2 separate regions of the Callithrix jacchus genome follow, and region 1 is linked to region 2. The links are chromatin contacts, called in public Hi-C maps. All regions are on one chromosome and are shown on one strand. The core of a region is the stretch at or near the end of the contact, and the rest is flanking DNA. Distances in the headings are between cores, read along the strand shown. Region 1 overlaps ARHGAP26 (Rho GTPase activating protein 26). Region 2 overlaps SPRY4 (sprouty RTK signaling antagonist 4).

Region 1 (5,526 bases), core at 914-3,413, 230 kb after region 2:
TCAGTAATTCAGTGACTAAGGAAATAATTATGTTACCACATATAGTTCATTGCTTAAAAATTAATGTAATTTGGGACATCACAGAATTGAGCTAGGAGGGAAGTATAGCATTTACAGTGACTTTGGAGTAGTTTTTTTTTTTTTTTGAGATGGAGTCTCGCTCTGTTACCCAGGCTGGAGTGCAGTAGTGCAGTCTCATCTCACTGCAACCTCCACTTCCTGTGTTCAAGCAATTCTCTGCCTCAGCCTCCTGAGCTGGCTAATTTTTGTATTTTAATAGAGACAGGTTTCACCAACTTGGCCAGGCTGGTCTTGAACTCCTGACCTCGTGATCCACTTGCCTCTGCCTCCCAAGGTGCTGGGATTACAGGTGTGAGCCACCACGCCTGGCCTGGAGCAGTTTGTTAATAGAAGAGGTGTTGAGGGCAGGGTTGGCCGACCCCTAACACAGAACACCATCTCCAGGGTCACAGCCAAGACTTACTGAATACTTACTGTGTTCCAGGCAGTGGGCTCAAAGCCCAGCATGTTGTTCTATTTAATCGTCATGACAACCTCACCTTACAGAGGAGGCTCAGAAAGGTGAAGCAACTTGCCCGAGGTCCCCCAGCTAGTGGTTGGCGGAGTCAGGACATTTCACTGCTCTGCTAGACTCCTCTCAGATGCCCCTGGGGGCACTTCAGATTGTCTTATAGGCCCCAGCCTCCTGAAGGATGCCCTCTGAATGTGGAGGGGGTTAGAGAGAGGGTCAGGGTTTACTAGGAGTCTTCTAAAGGTGTGGGCTGGGAAATGCTCCTGGTCTGGAGGATTTGAGGGAGTATGTCTACCCCAGGAAAATCCAAACGGGCTTAAAAGAATCATGTCAAGGACCAGGATAAGACTGCAAATATGCTTGGAATCTAAGCCTGTAAAACCTGTAAATGTGCCCTCTAGTTATTTATTTATTTTTTGAGACAAGGTCTCACTCTGTCACCCAAGCTGGAGTGCAGCAGGGCAATCCTGGCTCACTGAAGTCTCAACTTCCCAGGTTCAAGTAATCTCACTTCAGCCTCCCAAATAGCTGGGACTACAGCCATTATGCCCAGCTATCGTTGTTGTTTTGTAGAGAGAGGGTCTTGCTATGTTGCCTAGCAAGTTGGTCTCGAACTCCTGGACTCAAGCAATCCTCCCACCTTAACCTTCCAAAGTGCTTGGGATCACACGCATGAACCACCACCACAGGCATAAGGCTTTTAGGTATCTTTAGAAGTAGGAATGTGTCTAATAATTTTATAGTACCTAATTTTGCTGGATACCTAATAGGTACAAAGGAACAAGTAAATGAATGAATGAAAAGGAGAGGGCAGCCTCTGTGTGGGTAGGAGTCTGCTTAGGAACCCATTCCTCCAGATACATGTATAAAGTAATGGTTCTGGTTGCTCTCATGAAAATGTTTGTGAAATATGTTTTCATGTTGGATTTGAGTATGGGGCTCTGGAGACAGTGCCTGGGTCAAAATTCTTGCTCTGCCACCCCTAGTGATTGTCTGTGGCAAGTCAGTGAACCTCTCCAGGCCTCTTGCAGTGAGTCGCAGGTGAAGCACCTGGCTAGTGGAAGCGCTTAGTAAATCCCAGCTATGCTAATCACAGTACCAAAGCCCAGTCCAGCTGGAGACAGTGCATCCGCCAAGGTTTACAAAGGCATCAGGGAATTGTTTCCCTCAGCATGTGAGCGTAAAAGTCTCAGTCCCGGGTTGAACCCAAATGTGCAGGAACAAACACCTGGCCCCAAATATAATTTCCTCCCGCAGCTCATTGCAGCCCGAGGAAATCACCGGGGGAGGACTCTGGAGTGCGGTGCGGCAGCCCCATAATTTCCAGGGCCCTTCTCCTACACTGACACGTAATTGTCAGATTGTTTTATGAGAGCAGCTTCCTGCCCCCTTCCTGCCTGGCTTCCAAATGTGCTCATTCCCGAGGAAACCTCACCTCTCCTTCTCGCCCTTAATCGCTCCTTTCCTGCCCGCCCCGGCCCCCAGGCTGGGCGATTTCCTAAATTACTCGGAATTGGCTTCCAGCACCGGCGCCCCGGGTGGGCTCCTGGAGCGCCCCGGTCTGTGACCCGGAGGTCAGAGATGCCTCCGTCCTGTTTGATGTCTAGCCCTGGGGGCCTTCCCTCGCCACCCCCTTTCCCCTTCCCTCCGGAGCCGATTTGGCTCCTAAAGTCAGGGAGCGATTATTCCCTGATCTGTGTCTCTCCCTCCTGGGCTGGAGAGCGGGAGCCCTGCCTGGATCCTCCCCCCACTCCCCTTCCCCACCCAAATGGGGCAATTCCAAATATTCCATCCTGAAGGAACTCCTTTCCTTTGAGCATTTGCCTCGCTCTCCAAAAGCCAGCTCTTAGGAGGAAGTGATAAGTCTTAACGTTTTTAGCTTAATTTTCCCCATTTGAGGAATTTCCGAGGAAGCAGCATGGGGCTTTTTATATCTTAACTGTGTATTTTTTTATTACTAAAGAAATACGCAATCACGGTAAAAATTTCAAACAGAATGGGTTCCAGACGGAACCACAGTTAACAGTATTTTGAGTATCCTTTCAGGAATGTTCTATGCATATACAAGCGTATAAAAGTATATCTTTTTTTGGTTGGTTTTACACAAATGGGAACATATTGGCCATCTTGTTCCACAACTTGCTATTTTTTATTTAGCACATTTCGGGTATTTTCCATGTAAATAAATCTAGCTTTACTCATTAAAAAAATTGTTACATAGGGAGGCTGAGGCAGGAGAATAGCTTGAACCCGAGAGGTAGAGGTTGCAGTGAGCTGAGATCGTACCACTGCACTCCAGCCTGGACAAGAAAAATGAAACTCAGTCTCAAAAAAAAAAAGTTCATGCCAGTGTAAACTCCAATAAAAGTGCATGAGAATACCTGGTTGTACACACCATCACAAATACACATACAATCAAACTTTTAAACTTTTAACAGTCCTAAAATAAATTTTGTTATTATTTAACTATTTCTGCGAGGCACTGTGGCTCATGCCTGTCATCCCAGCACTTTGAGAGGCAGAGGCTGGCAGATCACAAGGTTAGGAGATCGAGACCATCCTGGCCAAGAGGGTGAAACCCCATCTCTACTAAAAATACAAAAAATTAGCTGGGCACATGCCTATAGTCCCAGCTACTCTGGATGCTGAGGCAGGAGAATTGCTTGAATCGGGAGGCAGAGGTTGCAGTGAGCCGAGATAGTGCCATTGCACTCCAGCCTGGTGACAGAGCAAGGCTCGGTCTCAAAACAAAAACAAAAACAAAACCACGTGCACACACACACACACACACACACACACACACATATATATATATATATGCACACATGTAAGTTTCCTTAAGAGTGGACTTCCAACCTTATTCCCAAATAATGACTATTTTCTGTGATTCTTGGGTCATGAAAATTTGACCATTTTTCTATTATATTATTTATGTGCATCTTATTGATTTGAAGATCTCTTCATCTAAGTGGGAAAATAATGCTTTTCTATCATAGATTTTGTCAGTAGTTCCCAACTTTATCATTTGTCATTTAGGTTTATGATATATTTTTCCCATATAATATTTAAAAAATTATTTTAATAGTGAATATATCAATTCTTTCCTTTTCTGTGTCCGGGCATATTTAGAAACCCTTCCATAGGCTAAGTGTGGTAGTTCATGCACCTGTAATCACAGCACTTTGGGAGGTTGAAGTGGGAGGATTGCTTAAGCCTAGGAATTTGAGGCTGTGGTGAGCTGTGATTGTGCCATTGCACTCCAGCCTGGGCAACAGACTGAGACCTCAACTTAAGAAGGGAAGGAAGAAAGAAAGCGAAAGAGAGACAGAAAAGAAGCCCACCCATAAACTAGGCGTTTTTGAAAAATAACCCATATTTTCTTTGTATTTTTCACATTTAAATCTTTCAAATGTTGAGAGAAAAATACATCATATAATACTGGTCAGATGTTATTTCCCATCTCCCTTATCAGTTGTTCTCATACTGTTCATTAACGAATGCATCTTTTCTTGGCAGTTTTAAAAAAATCAAATGTCTTCATGTAAAGAAACACTTATTGTTTCATAATGATAGCTTTCCCAATATGTGAAGCTCTTTAGAGAAGAAAATAATTTGATCCTTAGCATCTTTAAAGATGCTGTGACCCATCTTCCAGAAAAAACAGATTCATTGCTAATATTTGTTTAGTCTTTGTGAAATGAGTGGGCCGTAAGATGGATTCTTAGAGGCTGTTTTCTACTTGTTCATTCAGCAAGCCCTCATTGCTACTGCGTATAATGGTCTATGGGATCACAGGAATGACTATGTATAATTTTTGCTCTCAGGAAATATATAATCTAACAGGAAAATGTCAGACCTTTATTTTGCGGAGGAGTCTGGCTGTGTGTGTGTGTGTGTGTGTGTGTGTTTACAGCTCACTATGTATTGTGGGTTCCTAGGGCTTTGACAATGTAAAGAAAAAAGATTCAGATTTGTTTAGTTGATTATTTCAGGAAATACACTGTTGAATAGTTGAAAGCTGGAATAGGACATCAGAAAATATTGTAAGGTACATGCATTTTAGAAATGTATGCTCTGTGTATTTTCCCGTGTTTTCATTTGTTGAAGAAGCAAAGTCCTTTCTGGGCACCACCCCTTCCGATTTAGAATATCAGAGTCGAAAGTTTGGAAAGAGAATAACTTGTTACTTATTCTTTTTTTTTTTTTTTGAGACAGAGTCTTGCTCTGTCGCCAGTGTGGAATGCAATCTCGGCTCACTGCCACCTCCATCTCCCAGGTTCAAACATTCTCCTGCCTCAGCCTCCCGAGTAGCTGAAATTACAGGTGTGCGCCACCACTCCCAGCTAATTTTTTTTTTTTTGTATTTTTATTAGAGATTGGGTTTCACCATGTTGGCCAGGATGGTCTCAATCTCTTGACCTCGTGAACTACCTGCCTCGGCCTCCCAAAGTGCTAGGATTGCATGTGTGAGCCACTGCACCTGACCTTTAATTATACTTGTATATTTCTTATAGTACCAATTTACTGAATCAAAACTCCATGTCTTACCCACAGGTATTATTACCAAGTAGCAGAGGTAGAATTGTATGCAGCTTTCTCAACTCAACAGTTGTTTTGGTGGACACTTTTTAGTTGCCTACTCCCCCAACCCTTTCCTTGCAAAGAAAACTGATTTTGTATGAGGTGAGAGTGCCCAGCCTGAGGCAATCATGCCACCAAATTCCTTTCCTAAATCTCCCTTTTTCTTTTTCAGAGTCTCACTCTGTCGTCAGGCGCCAGGCTGGAGTTGAGTTGCGCAATGTTGGCTCACTGTAACCTCCGACTCCCAGGATCAAGCAAGTCTTCTGCCTCAGCCTCCCCAGTAGCTGGGATTACAGGTGCGTGCCACCACGCCCAGCTAATTTTTTTTGTATTTTAATATAGATGGGGTTTCACCATGTTGGCCAGGATAGTCTCGATCTCTTGACCTTGTGATCTGCCCACCTCAGCCTCCC
Region 2 (4,981 bases), core at 1,531-4,030:
CAAAATCACACCACTGCACTCTAGCCTGGGTGACAGAGCAAGACTGCTTCTCAAGGGAGGGAGGGAGGAAAGGAGAAAGAAAGAAAAGAAAGAACAGCCAGGCACAGTGGCTCACGCCTGTAATCCCAACACTTTGGAAGGCCGAGGTGGGTGGATCACCTGAGGTGAGCAGTTCAAGACTAGCCTGGCCAACATGGTGAAACCTCTTCTCTACTAAAAATACAAAAAGTAGCTGGGCATGGTGTCAGGCACCTATAATACCAGCTACTCAGGAGGCTGAGGCAGGAGAGTCGCTTGAACCCAGGAGGTGGAGGTTGAAGTGAGCTGAGATTGCGCCACTGCACTCCAGCTTGGGCAACAAGAGTGAAACTCCATCTCAAATTAAGAAAAAAAAAAAAAGAAAAAGAAAAAAACCAGCTCTAAGTTGATCTGGAAGATCAATCTCTACTCACTGAGAAACACCCACCCCTACTCTGAGCAACGCTGACAATCTTAAGTGCAGTTTAATATGTGCTCTCTGCTTCCCCTGCAAGGAAGGAAGAGATTTATAATATACATAGGAGAGAGGAGGCTTTGCCTCATTTAGGCAATTTGGAAGAGACTGATGGCCAATTTGGAAGACACTGGACAGAGAAACAAAGCCAGCACTCCATTTGGCCAAGGAAGCACCTCTATCAAGTTTAGGTGGTACTCATACAAACTGGCAGGAGGGAAGAGACTTTTACCTCCACTCAACCTTCTAATAATAGTAAATAATAATTATGGAAGCGGCTAATATTTATGAAACATTTCTTGGTACCAGGCAGGCTCCATGCTAAACCCTCAGTGATTTTATTTTCTCATTTAATCCTCTCCATACTTCCAAGACAGTACCCATTTTACAGAGAAAGAGATGGAAGCATAAAGGGTCATAGAGCTAGCAAGTGATCAGAGCAGGATTTGAACCAAGAGAACAGGCTGAAATACTAACCATTCAGCCCTGATTTACAATGACTTGCAAAAGCCCTCCATAACCTCTGAGAATTCACAGAAAGGCATGAAAGTGACATCACTTTCACAACCACGGACCCCTCCAGCCCTCACAGATCATCAGAACATACTGGGGTCTGCAGTGCAACCAACAGGGAAGAAAAGCCTGAACCCCACGTAGGGGAATTGTCAGTGTGGAGAGTCAAGGCTGCGGGGGGTTTCTAATCTCTCTCATTGAAGGCTCTGAGTTCAAGTTCTCTTCACTCCCAATTCAGTGTTCTGTGCCGTCACCCTGTTTTAAAAGTGGTTTCATTTTTTGTTTTTTTTATAGTTGAATGAATCTCACTTGTAGGAGTTTATTATAAAGCAGTCCCCAAAAGGTAACCCTGGGTTGGAAAGGAATCTCTATTCCTCCCCACCTACATTGATGGGGCTCCCTGGCCCAGGTCTGTGAGGAAGGGAGGGAGCCAGGGAACAGAGAGTCCTAGGATATGGGAATCAGTGGGATAAAAAACCCTGTATTTGCTGCTTGGTGGGTCTGGGAGGCCAGAGCCAGCCATTCTGACACTCCCTGCATTTGTACCTGTCGGGAGGGGCTGAGCATCAGGCTGCAGACCGCTCAATACAGGCTGGCTGAAAAGAGTCAGGAGGCACGTTAAATGTCCCCACAATTGAGCAGGATGCCTAATCCCACCCACCCTCACCCTCGCCTAGAGGTACCCCAGGGAGGTGAGTTGAGAAATATTGGGAAAACCTGACAGTTGTACTTTGCAAGCTACAGGTCAGCTAATGACAAACTGGCAAGAGGCTGTGAATGAATGGGTAGCTTGAGCACTGCCCCATTCAGTCTCAGCAGGTTCTTTCAGTGAAGGTTGTTTAACCCTTTAACAACTCAGAAGAAAGGTCTCTAGGCTGCCAGAGAGCCTGCCCACCGCTATTGCTTGGTTCTTTGTGACAATATCCCAGTTTAGCTAATTAAGCTACAAATAAATGATGACTTATTGCTTTAAAAGGACTTTAAAAAGAAGGAGAGGGAGGCGGAGGACGTGCCCCTTCCTATACCCTAGGAAGAAAGACACTCTGCTGAGAATGGCCCCAGTGGGAGAATAGAGAGCATTTGGGCAGCTGGATTTGTCTGCAAATCCTTCTTCCACCCCCATCTCCCTACCCTCAGCACCAGAACGAAGACGTTCACCTCTGGCCATAATCTGTTAGAGACCCCGAAAGAAAACAGTTGCTTTTCATCACTGCATCCCATCATCACTTATTGGTTCCCACCCCTCTTCTTCTCTTCCCTCTTTTACAACCAGTCAGCTGAGCTCCAAAGCTCCAGCACAGGAAGGGTGGGAATCTTGCTGGACTTCGGCTTTGGGCTATTTAATCAGCTTCAAATTTCTGCTTCACTGTATTACCCCCTTAATTGTCTGCTCAGATTCCCAGAAAGAAGGATTAGAAGCCAAGAGTCGGTAAAGAAGGAGTCAGAAGGAGCCTGTTAACCACTGGCATGGTTTGGGAACTACCGGCCAAGTCAAGATCTGGGTGGGACCAAAACCCTAAACCCCCCCAGGGCAGGGCTTCCTCCCACAGGCACTAAGATCTTATTTGTCTCCTTACCCTCCACCAAGAAATGAACTTACAATAATAGATTTTAGCTTACTCCTGGGACAGGAGCAGGAAATGACTTTCCCTTCCCCTAATCAGAAAAAGAAAGACCACTGACAAGGGAAACCACTCTTCTGCAAGTGGCCACCTGCCCCAAAGGGCTCCTTCCCTCCTCCTCTAGATCCAGCACATCTGTGCTCCCTCCCCTGTGCCCTTGCTTCCTTCACTGACTGGGGCCTGTCCTTGGAAAGAACAATCGTGATCACAGCTGAACTGTGGAGCCTCTTAAGCCCAGCCACATGTCCCGGATACATTCCCCAGCCTTGTCAGCTGTCCGGATCTGCAGGGTGGCCCCAAACCCCTGAGAGCCAAGAATACCCCGCCTCTTACATCATGCAACACCCCACACCTCCTGTGCAGGAAGGGGGCACCATTAAAACTAGGCCCTCCTCCTAGGAGCCCAGGAATCACAATGAGCCTGGCCCTCATCCTGGCTGCTCACTAGCAGCTCTGCTGGCCCCTGTCCCCTTGGGAGGAGTTTATTTTCTCTACTATACAGATGGGGAAACTAAGGCCATGCTTAGCAGGTTTGCCTAATCATTCATCTGCTCTCTCCTGGCCCCTGGCTTGGTCTGGAAGGAGCAATACAGCTTTCCGTATGTTGTTCATTCACCTTCCTCTGGCTCTTTTGAAAGAGCAAAAATGTATTCTAATGAGTCACTGCTTTCTCCCCTCAGGGAGATATAGGTTGGCCACGAGATAGAACCTTCTCTGCTTCAGCCATTTTTCCCTTCCTCAAAAACTCGGTCGTGTCTACATACAAAACCCCAAATTTTCAACTTTATCTCCAAATTCAGAGGCCTGGGAGAGAATTCTTAGAAGGCTGTCATCACAAGGGAACTGCCACCTAAGTAGAGGCCAGATGACAGACACTTTGGATTTACTTTGGATTTAGAGCCAAATTGAACACTATGATTCTCCAAGAAACACTGGACTTTTCTGAATAAAGAGGGAGGGCTCCTTCCTAGGCCTCCTTGGCACTAACACCCAGGCCCTAATTAACAGGATAGCCCAAGGATAGAAAAACACTGTGGGGACCCAGATCTGGGAGTTAGAAGATGTCACACCTCAAGACTTTCAGAACTGGAAACTGGAATCCCCACATATGGTCCCAAAGTATTAAATCCCAGAGCAACACAGCTCAAAGGTCACTTCTGGAGGTATTACTGGGTTTTATTCCTCTCTTAATTTTTAAATCACTGATTTTTCCAATTTTGCACTGAAAGGCCACTTTCATTTATTATTCTTGAATGTCAGCCAAACCTCTGGGCACAGGTTTATCAAAGTCGGGAGCGTCATGGGTGTGAACTGGGCAGGACAGATTTCCAAAGAGCTACATCTCTCCTCCAATTCTGGGAGGATGCAGATAAAAATGGCATCCGAAGCTGGGTGCGGTGGCTCATGCCTGTAATCCCAGCACTTTGGGAGGCTGAGGCGGGTGGATCGTGAAGTCAGGAGTTCGAGACCAGCCTGACCAATATGGTGAAACCCTGTCTCAAAAAAAAAAAGCATCAGAGGCCGGGAGGGGTGGCTCATGCCTGTAAACCCAGCACTTTGGGAGGCCGAGGTGGGCGGATCACGATGTCAGGAGTTCGAGATCAGCCTGGACAACATGGTGAAACCCAGTCTCTACTAAAAATACAAAAAGTAGCTGGGCTTGGTGGCACACACCTGTAATTCCAGCTACTCGGGAGGCTGAGGCAGGAGAATCATTTGACCCTGGGGGTGGAGGTTACAGTGAGCCAAGATTGCGCCACTGCACTCCAGCCTGGGTGACAGAGCAAGACTCTGTCTCGAAAAAATAAATAACAATTACATCTGTAAGCTCCAAATTTCCACCTGTCCACAGCCTATGCCCTGGTATGTGCTCTGTCTTCTCCCATCAGCCCTAACTAAAGCTTTATAGTAAGATGAGGCCATTTCAGAGAGTGATCTGGAAAAGGTCGTGGGACTGGATAGGAGGGCCAAGGGCAAGAGGCCATTTACACTCCACCAAAAGGGAGTGACTCCCATAACCAACAGATGCCTTTAAAGTCTCCTCACTGTAGGTGACCAATATTTCTCCTTTGAGATTTCAGAAATCTGCTACTAAAATCCCCACCCTACACCCTTACTGGCCACACAGCTCGATTGGTAAGTGTGTGCACTGTTCACCATATCAGGATTTGTCTGGAGCCTGGTGGCGCATGAGGACCCTCCCAAGGGATAGGAAAGAGGAAATGTGATGTCACACTGGACATCTTCACTAGTTCTTTCCCACCCTTCTGGGAGACAGAAAGGGAGAGATAAAGAGAAATCTTTAACCTCAGACCTACCTTTCTTAATCCTCCCGACATCCTCACTTAAAAAA

What was found. Hi-C and Micro-C count contacts between places; a contact is called where the count stands out from the background.
Region 1: a Hi-C map of induced pluripotent stem cells shows a contact between it and region 2, with 3 times the contacts expected there. The contact joins two enhancer-like sites. A contact is called at or near these places in 2 of 3 Hi-C or Micro-C datasets (induced pluripotent stem cells and skeletal muscle).

The regions. Positions count from the first base shown.
Region 1 is chr2:40,987,973-40,993,498 of calJac240_pri, forward strand. All of the region lies in intron 2 of ARHGAP26 (Rho GTPase activating protein 26), which reads left to right. Among named protein-coding and RNA genes, the nearest start is that of FGF1, 150 kb to the right of the region's middle. Within about 2 kb of position 2,164, at least 3 of the 16 cell types and tissues checked have an H3K27ac peak or open chromatin away from gene starts, as enhancers often do.
Region 2 is chr2:40,756,376-40,761,356 of calJac240_pri, forward strand. All of the region lies in intron 2 of SPRY4 (sprouty RTK signaling antagonist 4), which reads right to left. Among named protein-coding and RNA genes, the nearest start is that of SPRY4, 4.5 kb to the right of the region's middle. Within about 2 kb of position 2,781, at least 4 of the 16 cell types and tissues checked have an H3K27ac peak or open chromatin away from gene starts, as enhancers often do.